Regions from separate parts of the Mus musculus genome. Here region 2 is linked to region 1. A link is a contact called in public ChIA-PET data. All regions are on one chromosome and are shown on one strand. Each heading gives the region's core, a stretch centred on a gene start, on an enhancer-like site or on the middle of the called end of the contact. The rest is flanking DNA. Distances are from core to core; before and after follow the strand shown.

Region 1 (3,278 bases), core at 191-2,690:
TGACTCATCTAAAATAGCTTAAGCTTGACAAAGATATAGCCATCATAGTTCTTATATGATCCAGTTTTAAAACAAACCATCTTAGTAGCCTGGTATTGCTTCTTTAGTCTAAAAATGGAATACAGTGATAAGCAGAGGGATACTTTTTTAGTCACCTTAATCCAAGTTGGTGCTTCCATCCTGATGAGATCACCAGACAAGCCATATAGTTGTTAGGATCTTGTTAAGTTTCAAGCCCAAGACCAGAAACTGAGGGGTCTATTTAACATATCAAAGCATACCTGGCCTCCAGGTTCTTTGAGCATCTCTGAGTCCCTACCTGTTAGAGGGTACAGCTGGAAGATCCTGTCTTCTACCCTGAGCTCTCCAGCCCAGGGGGGCTGGGCTGCCCTTCCCCCCAGAGCCTCTTTCCTGTATAATCCAGACATTTTGTTTACCTCTTTTGCTCCTCCTGTTCTTTTAGCCTACTGGCTACCTCACTTGGTTCCCTTCACTCTCTTCCCCTCTGCTTCTCCCCACATGGTTCAAGATCATGACCACTCTAGACTCTCCCAGGTGTGTCTGCCTGTCTATGCTCTCCCACATATCTGTAATAAGCTTTCTGCACCGCTGTCCCTAGGAGCAGACATGTCCTTTCGCTACCTTTTTATTTCTTTGTTTCATTGACCAAGATGCCTACAGGCCACACAGTTGTTATTTACTCCAAAGTGAGCCCAAGTCACCAGCCAAGATGGAAGGCATGCAAGTCCTGAGCGTGTTTGTAAGCCAGAGCCTTGAGTAAGATTAAAGTGAACTGTATGTTGGATGGGGGAGGTGCCTCAAGCCACGGTAGCGTTCTTCTGTCTTGTGGAATTATCCTAATCAGTTTAGGTATTAGAAATCGAAAGGCTTTGGGCCAGCAGTAGCCAGTTGTCCAGTGTATATTGAGGCCAAATTTGGATGAGAGTTGAACAAATGAGCTAGGTATGAAGTTAACTAAATGGAGCCTAGCTGGGTACTTTGGAATGGAGAATTTGAAACCCATAGCAGGGTCCAGGGTCCCCACCACAACCACCAAATCCTGAGTATCGTTTAGGCCCCAATGCTGATTCTCTCAGTGAAGAGAACACTCTTTATAAAAAGGTCTCATGAACTTTGCATCCTGCATCAATAGAATCTATCCTCATGATTTATTGTGAAGGTCGCAGGTGCTTTGCTACTTTGCAAGGGAGTTTCCAAGTAGCCATCCCTGAAGCTTTGTTGTGATAATTGTCACGTGGAGATTTTCTCCAAAGTTTTACTGTGTTTAAACCTGTATAAAAAATAAATCATGAGATCAGACGCTGGGACTTTTTGAGCTGGTGCATGCTTAAAACGACGATGAATTGGTTTTCAGTCACATCAGTTTCCTGCCGGCAGTGACGCTTGCAGGGACCCCCCCACACACACACACACACACACACAGGAAATGACTTCTGCAGTCCACAAGGGAAGCTGGGAAGTGTAGTTTTGCACGAATACATCTCAAGCCAGAGCACTTAATTTTGCTGTTATAACTTTAAAGACTTCCAGAAACTAAAGACTTCCAGAAACCAAGACTTTATTGTGCACACACACACAATTTAAAAATAAAATACATATTATAATTTTTTAAAGCATGTTCAGCCAGGCCAGTCTAAATCCAGACCTTTTTTTTTTTAAGATTTATTTATTATTATATCTAAGTACACTGTAGCTGTCTTCAGATGCACCAGAAGAGGGCGTCAGATCTCATTACAGATGGTTGTGAGCCACCATGTGGTTGCTAGGATTTGAACTCAGGACCTCTGGAAGAGCAGTCGGTGCTCTTAACCACTGAGCCATCTGCCACCATGCCCGGCTTATAAATTTTTAAAGAAAAAATTATTACAAATGGCATAATTCTGGGTTTAAACCTCAGATACACATCTTACTGTTAAATGTAAACCTTAATTAATTCTATCTCAGCATCTAGCATGGTGTTTGACTGGAATAAATCTTCTTCCCAAAATGAGGGTGAGTGTGAATCAGGAGACCTTAGCATCCTATCCTGTCTGCCTGATAGAATGTACAGTGGAATGTAAATAAAATGTAAAGGAGGCTGGGCAGCTCTTTGTTAAGGAGTTGTTCTGAGCCACCCATGGGACTACAGGAATACACTGAGAAGCATTGCTTCAGCCATTGCTTAGACGGCTCTGAACACTCCCATCAGGGCACCACTTTTAAATATTAATCCATTAGAATATTTTCTAATCCCTACAATTTGCTCGGTGCTCTGGAATGGGCTGGGGGGGTGAGTCTGTAAAATACCAAGAAGTATAGAGTCTATTTGAACCTTAAAACTTCCAGAGGAGAAAGCACGACTCTTGAAATAGCTTTTCACAGGATCACAACTACAGAAAGAGGTAGAGAGAGGGCAGCAGAGACCTTTGGGGCAAAAAGGACTCTAGAAATCATGGGAAAGTCTTCGCCCTCTAGAATGCCAACCCAGAATCAAACATCCCCAAGAGACCATCCTAGTTTCCCCAGTTTGCTTTGTGACCTAGACAAAGCATATCACCTCTCTAGTCTCTGGCCCCCAAACTCTAAAATGAGGATAGTCAAACCCAGCTCTCAATGCTGTTGTAAAGTTTTGCTTTGCTTTGATGTGTGTGTGCGTGTGTGTGTGTGTGTGTGTGTGTGCGTGTGTGTGTGTGTGCGTGTGCATGTGCGTGTGCGTGCGTGCGTGTGTGTGTGTGTGTGTGTGTGTGTGTGTGTGTTTTCAGAGTTCAGAATGCAGAGGTGCTGAATTCAGCGGCAAGGTTGCCTCGGGGCAGGAGTGAAAACAGAACAAACCCTAGCTCCAAGTTGGGAAGATGGGAGAGATGATTGGGGAGTTACATAAATAAGATCGGTTTAAATAACAAACCCTGTGTTATGACCAAAATAAGGATATAATTTCGTGGTAGTGTGTTTATTCTCTCTGAGCCTCATACAGGGTAACCTGAAGGGTGGATGAGTCAAAGACCATGAATCTAGATCCTGTTCACTTTCCTGCTTCCTCGGTACAGGGAAGGCTGACTCTCATAATAAAGTGTGAGAGGTAAGATGTCTCTTCCATGCTGAAGTGTTGAAAACCCTGTGGGCTGAGCCCCCTTGGGGGGGGTGGTCACATATCAGATAGTCTGCATATCAAATATTTATATGACCACTCATAACAGTAGTAAAATTACAATTATTATGTAGCAACTAAGTAATTTTATAATGGGGGGGGGCAGTACAGCATGAGGAACTGTATACAA
Region 2 (3,027 bases), core at 442-2,941, 530 kb after region 1:
GCACTATATAAGGTATGTGGCCTTGGCTAGATAAAGGAGACTCTGAGGCCCAGAGTTCCTCAGAGGTGAGAAGATAACCCTCTTAGTTCCTTGGTCAGCACTCAAAAAGTTTTCGATCCTATTTTCTACTAACAACATCAGTTGCTGTGCTGACAGGATGGAAACACACATTAGAAAAGGCTGGGTCCACCCAGGACCACTGGCCCTCTCATTACTACCACAGGATGGTGAGGAGCGAAAAGGATCATGGCGACAAAAAAACATACCCCACGGAAGAGGCCTTCCAACGGTATGGTTTTCTGTGAAAAGGACTGAAGTGGCTGCCTTTAAAGACACATGTCCTGTGGCATTTGGAAGGAGGAGGGGAAATGCAGACTGTAGAGAAGTGACGAGCGCCAGGGCCCACTTCAGCTCTGACTCTTTCAGTTGGCCGAGGAGCTCAGTGATCTGCACGCTGTGATATGGTAGCGGAACCAGGCCAACTCTGCGTTTTGAGAAAGCTGCTGTGGGTGCGTTTCCAACACAGAGCGCCTGCTGGAAACACCTAGCACGCGAGGAACAGCTAGCAGATGAACAGGCCTTTTTTTTTTTTTTTTTTTTTTTTTGTCCCAGACACCAAGAGAGGAAATCCAAAATTGAGCTGCCTTTTCGGAGCAATGCTGTCTTAGGAACTCTTAGAGGGAAACTGAGAAACCAGACATCATGAAAAGTGCTTCTGTTCGTAGATGGAGCTTGGGGACTCTTATGGAAGAATAAGGGAAGGATTGTGGGCCCCAAACAGGATAGGAACTCCACAGAACAACCAACAGAGTCAACTAACCTGGACCCTTGGAGTCCTCAGAGACAGAACTACTGACCAAAGAACTTACACAGGCTGGATCATTGCCTGCACATATGTAGCAGATGTGCAGCTTGGTCTTCATGTAGGTCCTGAATAACTGCAGCTGGGGCTATCCCCAAAGCTGTTGCCTGTCCATGGGATATGTTCTTCTAGCTGGGCTGCCTTGCCGGGCCTCAGTGGGAGAGGATGTGCCTAGCCTTGCAAAGATTTGATGTGACAGGGTGCAGGGATATCCAAAGGGCCCCAATCTCTTGGAGGAGAAGAGGAGGGAGGATGGAGGGGGGGGAGGAATGTGGGAGGGGGTAACGGAGAGGGGGAAAGTGAGTGGGATGTAAAGTGAATTAAAAAAAAATTCTTTACTAAAGGTGAAGGAGTTTTAAAAAGTGCTTCTGCTTTCCCCCTACTAATCAGCACTGTAATCTTACAGTTACTACATTTGTGTGTTGTTGGCAAGTCATAATAGTTGAAGGTAAGTTAGAAGGAATGAATACAGACCAAGACTCTGGCTTTGAGCCTTGGTGAAGGTGGGTCATTTCTGACAAGTTTCAAAACCTTTCTGCGTGGGAGGGTGTGGTGATCTGTGAATGAGGTCAGAAGCACAGGTGTGAAAGAAAGGGTTTCACAGGTTCACCGTTCAGGGCTCTTAACATAAGGAACAGAGGTGAGCTTTTGAGGTCTTCAAAGACATGGAATTTTAGATTGCATATGTACAAATGTATACGGAGCTGGAAGGACCTACCTGCCCCCATCTAGGATGCTAATTTCCTGTGAGGGTAACAGAACTATATGAGAGAAAGGGGGCCCATGTCACTACTTCCTGTGAGTCTTATATTTGCAGACAAATATCTTTTAGTGACATGCTAGGGACTGACCTCAGAACCACAGCCTTGGGCATGCTAAGAAAGTGGTCTACCACTGAGCTACGTCTCTAGTCTAAAAAAGAGTATCTTTTAAGGAAATGTATATTTGGGGGCCAGAGATATGGCTCAATGGTTAAGAGAACTGACTGCTGCTGCTCTTCCAGAGGTCCTGAGTTCAATTCCCAGCCACCACAAGATGGCTCACAGGAATCTATAATAGGATCAGATGCCCTCTTCTGGCGTGTTTGAAGACAGCTACAGTGTACTCATAAAATAAATAATCTTAAAGAAAAGAAAATCTATATTTGTAGATAAAATGGCTTTTAAGAAAAAAATTGCTTATGTCTGTGAGTGCCTGTTCTTTTACTGGGCAATGGTTCACACTTTGAGCAACAGTATAAAGGGATTAGCAGCCTCCACCTGGTAGTAGAGGGACTTGGACTAGATCTCATATGTACCTTCTGGTTCAAGCTTCTCCCTGACTTGGTGCACTGCTTTGTCTCTGTTCTGGATGCTGGCGGGGCTTCCCCTCTCCTCACATGCCCATGTGACTTTAGTTCCAGCCCCTGCCTTCTGTCCTCTGCCCTGTAGACCCATGTCCTATCTTTGGGGCCTGTAATTTCCCTGCACTCTGCCCACACTTTCAGATCAGCCCCTTTATTAAGCTCTCCTCGAATTACCCAATTTGAAACTGCCATCTGCTTCCTGCCGAATCCCTGATAGATACAGTGTTATAAATCTGTCATTAAACCATCAGTGCCTACACACACACACACACACACACACACACACACACACACACACACTGACTTGCTCTCACTCAGACTTAGCCACATTCAGTGGCTAACGAACACATTAATGCCCTCACATGCTCTCTGTGCTCACACAATTACAACAAGGAGCCCATCTTAAAACCCTGTACCGGTGAACTGAGTGTCTACCTGAGCTGCAAGACCCACTTCTCAGTCCTGTGTTTAAGCTACGGGATGCCACCTCCTGGGGGTCTTTTATCTGCATTGTTGAACTGCTAGGTTTTATTTTTAGATACAGCTGCACTTTGTCCACCACAAATCCAGACAACCCTAGCAACTGCATTCTCAATATGCTTGGAAAAAAGCTTTGAAAACATTATATTGAGGGATAATTAGAATATTTACCTATGGGGAATAGGCAAACCAAGGAGTGAAAATTCTCTCCACCAAATTGCAGGTGGAGAAAGAACAAAAGCCTTTAGTGAACATACAAAAATTAATATAGATGGATAGTATAGATGGATAGAACCAAGCACGTTAGGTAAGGATTGAAGGGAGATGCACCCCCAAGGCT

What was found. ChIA-PET counts read pairs in DNA pulled down with a chosen protein or histone mark.
Region 2: a contact with region 1 is called in an RNA polymerase II ChIA-PET map of memory CD8 T cells, with 8 read pairs. The contact joins two enhancer-like sites. A contact is called at or near these places in 1 of 484 Hi-C or Micro-C datasets (cortical neurons), 2 of 115 datasets of contacts at active chromatin or transcription factors (memory CD8 T cells and thymic regulatory T cells) and 1 of 9 other capture datasets (adipose tissue).

Annotation. Positions count from the first base shown.
Region 1 is chr2:84,480,646-84,483,923 of GRCm38.p6, forward strand. No RefSeq gene overlaps it. Among named protein-coding and RNA genes, the nearest start is that of Tfpi, 8.1 kb to the left of the region's middle. Within about 2 kb of position 1,441, at least 73 of the 459 cell types and tissues checked have an H3K27ac peak or open chromatin away from gene starts, as enhancers often do. A contact at or near this core is called in memory CD8 T cells, where this site is marked.
Region 2 is chr2:85,012,455-85,015,481 of GRCm38.p6, forward strand. The region is part of intron 8 of P2rx3 (purinergic receptor P2X, ligand-gated ion channel, 3); the gene reads right to left. Among named protein-coding and RNA genes, the nearest start is that of P2rx3, 22 kb to the right of the region's middle. Within about 2 kb of position 1,692, at least 39 of the 459 cell types and tissues checked have an H3K27ac peak or open chromatin away from gene starts, as enhancers often do. A contact at or near this core is called in memory CD8 T cells, where this site is marked.